3 separate regions of the Zea mays genome follow, and all the other regions are linked to region 2. Evidence: chromatin contacts called from public Hi-C data. All regions are on one chromosome and are shown on one strand. Each heading gives the region's core, a stretch centred on a gene start, on an enhancer-like site or on the middle of the called end of the contact. The rest is flanking DNA. Distances are from core to core; before and after follow the strand shown. Region 1 holds the start of LOC103634995 (pathogenesis-related genes transcriptional activator PTI6). Region 2 holds the start of LOC101027215 (reticulon-like protein B1). Region 3 holds the start of LOC100285848.

The links. Hi-C and Micro-C count contacts between places; a contact is called where the count stands out from the background.
Region 1: a Hi-C map of ear shows a contact between it and region 2, with 3 times the contacts expected there. The contact joins the promoter of LOC103634995 here to the promoter of LOC101027215 in region 2. A contact is called at or near these places in 3 of 25 Hi-C or Micro-C datasets (bundle sheath, ear and tassel).
Region 3: a contact with region 2 is called in a Hi-C map of ear, with 2.5 times the contacts expected there. The contact joins the promoter of LOC100285848 here to the promoter of LOC101027215 in region 2. A contact is called at or near these places in 4 of 25 Hi-C or Micro-C datasets (bundle sheath, ear, leaf mesophyll and 1 more).

Annotation. Positions count from the first base shown.
Region 1 is chr8:27,609,915-27,612,871 of Zm-B73-REFERENCE-NAM-5.0, reverse strand. It overlaps LOC103634995 (pathogenesis-related genes transcriptional activator PTI6), which reads right to left and starts at 1,289. Exons shown (of 1, transcript XM_008657568.4): 1 at 1-1,289. The coding sequence starts at 320.
Region 2 is chr8:28,398,002-28,400,779 of Zm-B73-REFERENCE-NAM-5.0, reverse strand. It overlaps LOC101027215 (reticulon-like protein B1), which reads right to left and starts at 1,262. Exons shown (of 5, transcript NM_001346553.1): 1 at 891-1,262. The coding sequence starts at 1,170.
Region 3 is chr8:27,827,470-27,830,272 of Zm-B73-REFERENCE-NAM-5.0, reverse strand. LOC100285848 reads left to right here and starts at 1,486. Exons shown (of 2, transcript NM_001372341.1): 1 at 1,486-2,146; 2 at 2,788-2,803. The coding sequence starts at 1,829.

The DNA.
Region 1 (2,957 bases), core at 40-2,539, 790 kb after region 2:
CGCTTCCGCTTCGGCCCCGGGAGCACCGCCCCCAGAGACGCCGCGGCCGTCGCCTCCTCCTCCTCCTTTGCCGCCCGCTCCAGGTGGATCTCCTGCACGTAGCGCTTCACCCTCCTGCGCGCGGCCTTCTTTTCCTCCTCCTCCTCCGCTTCGTCGCCGGACGAGTCGGTCGCGTCGTAGTCGTCGCAGAAGACCCGCACCGTCCTGGGCCCCGCGACGGCGGCGCGCCCCGCAGCCACGACCACCGCCCGGGAGGTGACGTCGACGTGCTCCGTCCGCCTCACCGTCACGAACACCTCCTCTTCCTCCATGGGCCACATCACTCCGCTCGCATTTGACTTGCCGCCAAGCTAAACCCCTCAAGAAACCTCCGAACCAACTTTCGTGCGCTCGCTGCCGCCGTTGTTGGCTGACAACTCCACTTTTTATAGCATCCCTTCCCCGAGCCCATTTCGGGAAATCATTTTCTTTTTCTTTGCTGCCCGTTTAACCGCAGGCAGCCAGGCACCAAACGAACGAAGAAACAGACCGTTTGCTTTCCCCACCCCCACAGAGGCCGCAGGACCCACCTGTAGGTGATAGCAGAGCCGGGTATCCAATGGCACCGGGCCGTATCCCCGCCGGTCCCACCAGAAAGCGACGGGGACATCCTAGAGGCGGCGGCGGCGGCCGACGTGTCGCTCCAGCCCCGCCGCATCCGCTGCGTGCGTGGCGGCCCCACGTGTCAGGGACCGACACGTGAGCCGGCTTTTTTTTTCGTGGCGGCAAAGGCCGCGTGGCCTCTGTGGCGTCGTTCTTTCTCCTCTCCTTTTTTTTTGCACCGCGGCCACTCCTGTCTGCCCGCCCACGCAGTCACGCCCAGTGATCGAGGGGACGTGCAGTAATTTGGTTAGTTCGCGAGGAGTGGTGATGTCACGCGCGTGGATGATGATGATGACCTGATATTTTCAGTTTCGGTCCGTCTCCCTCCGGCGGCTGCTTGCGTGCCAAGGCAAAGGGAGCCAAGTAGCCAACACGCCCACCTACCCCGGGGCCCGGGCTGTGACCTTTTTCGTTTTTCCCCTCCCTCCGAATTTGAAACGGGATGCAGTATTTTTTTTTGGCTTGCAAGCTTAGAAATGGCTTAGTAGTCATCAATATAGATCTAAGATTTATTTATGTCGAGTTTTGTCTGTTACCTTGCTGACTATGATGCTAATGATAAGACCATTTGTTTCTCGTCAAAATTATATAAGTTAGATTATAATCGAAGGGTATAAAATAAAATATCACTGTTGAGCGCCATATTGAGCGGCCGGACGGTCCGCGGTCCAGACAGTCCGCGCCTGTGGGCCGGACGGTCCGCGCATGCGCAGAGCAGTTTAGGGTTCCGAGTTTTGTGCTATGTTTGTTGGCTAGATTTGCGGAATTAACCCGAAATCCAGTCGTGTAAAGGGTCCAGCCCCCCTCCTCTATATAAAGAGAGGTCTACGGCCGATTTGGAATCAACAATCGAATCAATACAACTTCTATTCGCATTTATTTCCAGTACAATTAGGAGTAGTTCTAGTCTAGTTCTAGTTTAGCCTCTCGATCCCCAAATTCTCCGCCTCTCCTCGACTCTACGTCGATTAGAGGAGTCTAGGTCGGCCGGCCCGAGCCTAGACAACCCCTAGGATCTCTCCTCCCCGACGGGGTCCCTCCCGGGAGCGAGATCCAGGCGCCGCCGGCGATCTTCCGCCGCCCCTGCACACGCGCGGACCGTCCGGCCCCAGGGCGCGGACCGTCCGGACGTCAGGCAAGAAAACCTAGCCCCTGCGCCAGGTCGCGGACCGTCCGGCCCTAGGCCGCGGACCGTCCGCGCCTGACCAGAGAGCACCGCCGCCGGTTCTTCTTGAGTATTTGGCGCTCCGAAAAGGCGTCAACATACTTTTTGGCGACTCCGCTGGGGACGACATATCTAAGCTCATCAAATCGGCCCTCAATGGCCGGTTCAAGGGATAGCTCTGATATTTCTCCAAGCAACATCATAGAGCCGACTTGGGAAACCTTGCCGGCTGACGAGCAGCTCCAGTTCGAGGAGCACAAGGAGCGGATGATCCAGGAGGCGAAAGCAAAGTTCTTGGCCAACTTCAAAGTGGACAGGAACAACAAGGTCGTCCGACATCGGGCGACGGATCCGGCTTCGCTCCAACCCACGCCAGATATCCCCAATGTAAGTAATACCAACGATCTGCAATCTCTTAGAAATTATGTAGAAGATCAGCGTGAACAAATGCAGAACATCATAGGGGGTATGCAAAGCGATCTTAAGAGACTAGTGCGTGCATTTGATAAATCTAGTATCACAAATTTTCCTTCGCACGAGGTTGAGTTAGGAGGTAACACGCGTAACACATCGGCTACAGGTTGTCACGACCAGTCACAACCCCTTTATGGGATGCCGATGGGCACATACCCTGAGCAACCGCAAATCGGCAGCAAATCAGTCGATCTGCACATGCCCGGACCGTCCGCACGTTAGCGCGGACCGTCCGGACCAACAACAGTCGGGCCGATTTTTAATGAGTTACCTAGATATGCGCCCGAACCACCACACACGACACAGAATCTAAACTACCCAGTCGGACCGTCCGCGTACAACAACGGACGGTCCGCACATAATCACGGACGGTCCGGGCCAATGTTCGGACAGTCCGCACATGACCTTTTTGAGGAGGATTGTTACCGGAATCCTCACCCGTCCCAGCAGCACTTCCCATCGCACTATACAATGCATGTTGGGGACTTGTTCTCAAATACTATGAGTCAAGAACAAGGCAACATAGAAAATGTTAATCGGTAAAATCCTTCGTCCTTCGAAGCATTATTCCCCTTAGGATATAATGGTTTTCGGACGAAGGTTATGAAGGGCGTACCTTCATAAATACATTATATAATGACGAAGGATGAATTGTAAGGAATATAATGAACAACAT
Region 2 (2,778 bases), core at 13-2,512:
TATTTAGGTCTCAGTGTCTCACAATTGACATTACACCAATCAAGTCTATCAATCATCAAGCTTAAGGCAGGAGAATATCAGCTCTAGACACAAACCGATGATGCTTGTTGTCATTTGGTTACATTAAAGGCATATAATCAGGCACAACAACACGCGCAAGCATCACAGTCTCCCTAAACGAAAACCTTTCATTTCAGAGTAGATAAGGTAGTATCAAACAGCTCTAACGAAAAGACATTTACTGAGATAAACATAACATGAAGGCTACCAGATATTTCTTTTGCAAACAAACTTCAAATCTCCACGGTTTCATAATCTTAATTCAAAGCAACCAAAAGGGCCCTTCAGCATTGATCCATAGACAAATATATATATCGGCTCTGATATGCGCTTGCAGATAATAGGTTCCGACTATGGTAAACACGAGAGACCAGATGTATTCAAAAGTTTAATAGCAGTATGGCAGTTACAGAAACGCCACCAGCATTCGTGTGGGGTGTGGTAGACCAGACACTGCAAAGATACTGTATGCCTCAGCTCAGACGAGCTTGGCAGTGAATAATAGCATTCACAGGCACAGCATGCAGATCGGATAAGTACCGGCGTGCAGTGACTTGCATTGGTCAGATTTGAAGCAAGCATAGAGTAACCAAGCAGACTAGTCGCCTACATTTGCCGGGATCAGGTAAGACCCCAATCTGCGGGACTGCACTGACCGATCTAAAGGACCGGTTCCTTCCTAAAGCCCTAGCTAGTCCCATCCCATAAAACGTAAGCGATCAGATCTAGTAGTCCGCAACCCACCCAAGCACCTCAGCAGATCCGATCTAGCGATTTCAAGCCAAAAGCAAGCACCAACCGGAGCGTGGGAGTGGGAAACAGAGCCATACGCTTGCCTCCACCAAGCGCCTTGTGGATGGGCTGCTCGCGGCCGAAGAGGCGGAACACCTTGGCCTTGGCCTCGGCGGCCGCCGTGGCGGTGGAGTCGGAGAATGAGGGCTGCTTGACCTCGTCGGTGGGCGGCGCCGAGGGGTGGGGCGGCTCGTCTCTGTCGGAGTCCGAGGACGAGGAGTCGCCCTTGCCGCCGCCGACGTGGAGCTTGTCGGCGAGCTTCTCCATCAGGGACTCGTGCTTGGGGCTCGCGCCGCCTTCCTGCGGCTGCTCCGCCATGCTGGAACTGGAACGGAACGAACGGGATTGGAAGAAACCCTCGCGGTGATTGCTGCGGGGGACACGACACGGGAAAGGCGGAGGAGAGGTCTGGTCGCGCTGCGAATTTGTAGGCGCGCAAGGGGTTTGCAGCTGATGGGGGACATCGAGAACGTCAGATTTGGATTGGACGGTCGAAATGGAAGGCGGGCTGGACGCCTGGACGCCGGAGTGGTACGTGGAAAGGTAGACGGAATCAACGTGGAAGGGGGCATGCCATGCCAATACCAATCACAGCACCTCACATTTACTCTCGACTGTATAGTTACAATATTAGATTGTTCGTGCGTTGTGACGGCTCACAACAATACTTATATAAATTATCCATAAAAAAATCTCAAGATTTTTTATTGATTGTCTCCACTTTCCGTATAATATTTTTTATTTAGCTAACTGATGTTGTTGTTTACTTCATCTAATATATGTTGGTACAACACGGCCAATAAAGAGAGCGATTAGAAGAAAGTTCATAACGACTGACTGAACAAATAGAGATTATAAAATGACATAATTCCACCATACAGAGATCAAATAAGAGTAAATTTGTGAGCTCAAGTTTCTAAAATAAGTCATATGACCTCAAATTTATAAAAAAGATAGATCAAAATATGGAGTGGTTCCTAAAGTCAGGCATCAATAAAAACTGGATGCGCTCCAAACAAATTATGATACTTCGTAGCAATTACTAACGTTTAAAACCAACAAATAACTTTTCCTTTTACTGTTAGAGCATCTCCAAGAGACTAGCTAAATAGCTCGTCAAGGTAAATTTTAGCTATTCGACAACAAAATAACTCTCCAGCAGACTAGCTATCTGGCTCGTCAAGCTATCCGACTCTCCAAATTAGCTCTCTCACTAGCTAAATTTGGCTAGCCACCTGACTAGCCAAACTAGATAGATAATCTGTTGGAGTGGAGATGCTACAAATAGAGTGTAATCTTTATGATAAGGTAAATAGAGAGTAAAAAATGAAGAGTCTTTTGGAGATGCTCTTAGCGTGACAAATCATTGCTGCTCCATCCAATTCAGCAACCTCAAACACCATGGAGTCAATTGCGCCAATGTGGTCTCAGAAACGACCTAATACATGCAAGATCCAAGAACACAAGGGACGAGCACCCTGTGGTAGTGCTCACATGGATCTCCAAATCCTAACACATATTTTGCAGGATCCATGAGCCATCATAAGAAGAACACAAACCACATGCAGACAATAAATAAAGTATTAACATACCCAAATTATGCTCAGACCTTAGTACAACAAAAAAACTAACGCCCAAAACAACAGAGGAACAACACAATAATTTTTGCAATGATAGAAGTATGGGTGACTCGTACATAGAAGTGGTAGAAGCATACCGAGTCGACACCGTGGTAAGGGAAAGGATATTTAGAAAAGCGATGTCGAGCCATCAAACGGGTACCATAGGCAACAAATCAGGGACCCCTCATCCCTCACCTCACCCACTTCCAAGGTTTCGTAGAGCACGAAGGGAAGGGAAGAGGCGAGCATACCTGTTCGTTGGCGGAGAAGGACACGACGAAGACCTAGACATCTGGATGCGACA
Region 3 (2,803 bases), core at 237-2,736, 570 kb after region 2:
CGGGAAGTTTTCTTGTGTCCTAATAAGTGAGAAGAAAGTACGCACAAAAGATTCGTATTGTTATGTGTGGACAATATATGATTCTAGAGAGTTGCCATGAGTAAGTACCATCGGTCATAGAGTGAACTCTTAGTCTCCAATTTTTAATTTTAACTTTTGTTGAAAAAGCTATTCTTATTTTTATTCATACACACTTAAATTCATATTGTCTCAGGTACGTCTAACTTGACGCCAATATAATGTGGTCATGCTCGTGCACGCATGTGTTTTATTCGTCGCCAACATGAGCATCTTGAAGGATTTCTAGAAGATTTACTTGTATAGCTTAGTCTCTAAATTTTACTTTTAACTTTTTCTGAAAGCTATTCTTATTTTTATTCCTACACACTTAAATTCAAATTGTGATTCATGTTGCTGAGGTACGTGTACGTCTAACTTGACGTCAATGTGGTCATGCTCGTGCACATATGTGTTTGATTTGTCACCAACATGAGCATCTTGAAGTGTTTCTAGAAGATATAGTTGTAGACGTTTAGTCTCCATTATTTAATTTTTAACCTTTTTAAAATATATTCTTATTCCTACACACTTAAATTCATATTCATATTGTGACTCAAGTGTTGAGGTGCTTGATGTGACGTGTAAGAGACATACTCTCTATTTTTCCTAGTTAATATAAATAGAGGGTTTTTAAAAAAATAAATACGCTCCAACAACTTATTTAAATGGTTATCAAATATAGATGTCTTATATTCCAGGTTTTCTAACTAGCCAAAGATAGAAAGCACAATGACTCTTTACAGTATAAACAAGATATAGAATGCTTGTTGGAGATTGGAAAGATATAAAAAGTGGTTTTATTTAAATAACTCTCCAAACTATAATTTAGAGAGTGAAATTTAGAAGAAGAAAAAAACCCTTGGAGGTACTCTAACCTGGCGCTGTGCACAATGTGTTTCGTTTGTTCCCGGTACACAACTCGTTGGTGCCTAAATAAATCGCAACATATCATGCGCAATCGCTACATTCCGTGCAAACATTTGTTGTGGAGCGTCCATCTGTATCGCGTGGTTGTCCGTTAACGTGAGAAAATTTTGTAAAAAACGCTCGCGGGTCCATACTGTTTTGCATGTAAGTGGGGTTAAGTGCAAAACAGTATAGGTCGTTGGGCGTTATTTTTTGCAAAATTTTCTCACGTTCACGTACATCTACACGATATGGATGCACACAGCACACTCCATATAGCAAACGTTTTCATGGTTACACCGAATGAAGCGTGTATGCACACGATTTGTTGCCTAAATAAATAGCCAGTGTTAAACCGCAAGATGTAGCAGTCAATTTCATGGTTACCGAATTTACAGACAACAACAATTCGAACGTGTTTTATTTATACTCGTGAAAGGAACGGATCGGAGGCGCTAGCGCTAGCGTGGCCGGTTTCCTCGGCGCATGCCAACGGCCAAAGCGAAGCAGCCAGCCACACACAAATACCGCATGCCGTTGCCGCAATTCATGGGCACAGCGACCTCTCGTCTCCTCTCCATCTAGACACCACTTTCTTCTCTCCGCCTCAGGCGGCGCGCGCGCGGCTAGCTTCCCGGCCTCCCAGCAACATCCCGCCACCACTTCCTCCTCCTCCTCCGCTCTCTCCGGCCGCGCGCGCCGACGTTTTTTTTTTTCCAACGGAGGCCGCCGCGCGCTGCCTTTAGTTTCGGACCCATCCATCCATACATAGCCAACATCACCTATAGCAGGCGGAGGGACGGAGGACCGTCCGTCTCGTTCACTCCGCGCCGCGCGTGGCCCGATCCAGCCCGGCCCTCGGATGGTCGCCGCTGGCACGTACAGCGACGACACCAGCGGCGGCGGGTGCGGGTCCATGGAGTTCTGGCCGGAGTTCCTGGCCTCCAGCGGCGGGCGCGAGTTCGTGGCCGGCGGGGTGGGCGGCATGGCGGGCGTGCTGGCGGGCCACCCGCTCGACACGCTCCGCATCCGCCTCCAGCAGCCGCCCGCCGCGGGCGCACCACGCCGCCGCGACGCGCACCCCTCAGCCCCGCGCCTCCTACGCGGCATCCTCCGCGCCGAGGGCCCCTGCGCGCTCTACCGCGGCATGGCCGCGCCGCTCGCCTCCGTCGCCTTCCAGGTCAGTCGGCCCTTCTTCCACGTCGCCGCGCTTCTGTTCCTTCTCACGCGGTCACGCCGCGTGCGATCCGGACGGGCGGGTCACGGATCCCAGGGCCTCGGACGGACGCCGTGGATCCTTTCGATACGTCTTCCTTTTCCCCTTTGTCTCCAAGGATTGCTTACTTTTTAGTAAAAGGCGATCGCTTTCAAAGATGACATTTTTATTTGCTCCACAAAAGCACATGCGCTACACCACTCGCTACCGATCGAGTTTAGCCATCGGGCGACGGCACTACCTTTTCTTGCCTTGTCTGTCTCTTTGTGCACTCGCGAACACAAGCAGCCAGCAAGCTCCAGAGATAGATAGCTAGACGTGTCGAAATGGTCATCTCATTTTCGGCCGAGTGGGTTACCAGACGAACAGCAGGAAATACCTGCATCTGGCAGAATCAGTGGGCAGTGTGGGCACGACACATGTTTGGGTTGAATCTCTGGCGAAATGCTGCGGCGCTGCAGGCGCTCACATGGCATGCTTCGGCTTCACATGGCCTCCTTTCGCCGTGCTCTCTCACCAGTCTGCCACGCGCGCTATGGTGGTGTCAATTGTCATGTCCCATGCTAGCTAACGAAAATGCTCGCTGTTGCTGTCTGTGTTTGCAGAACGCGATGGTGTTCC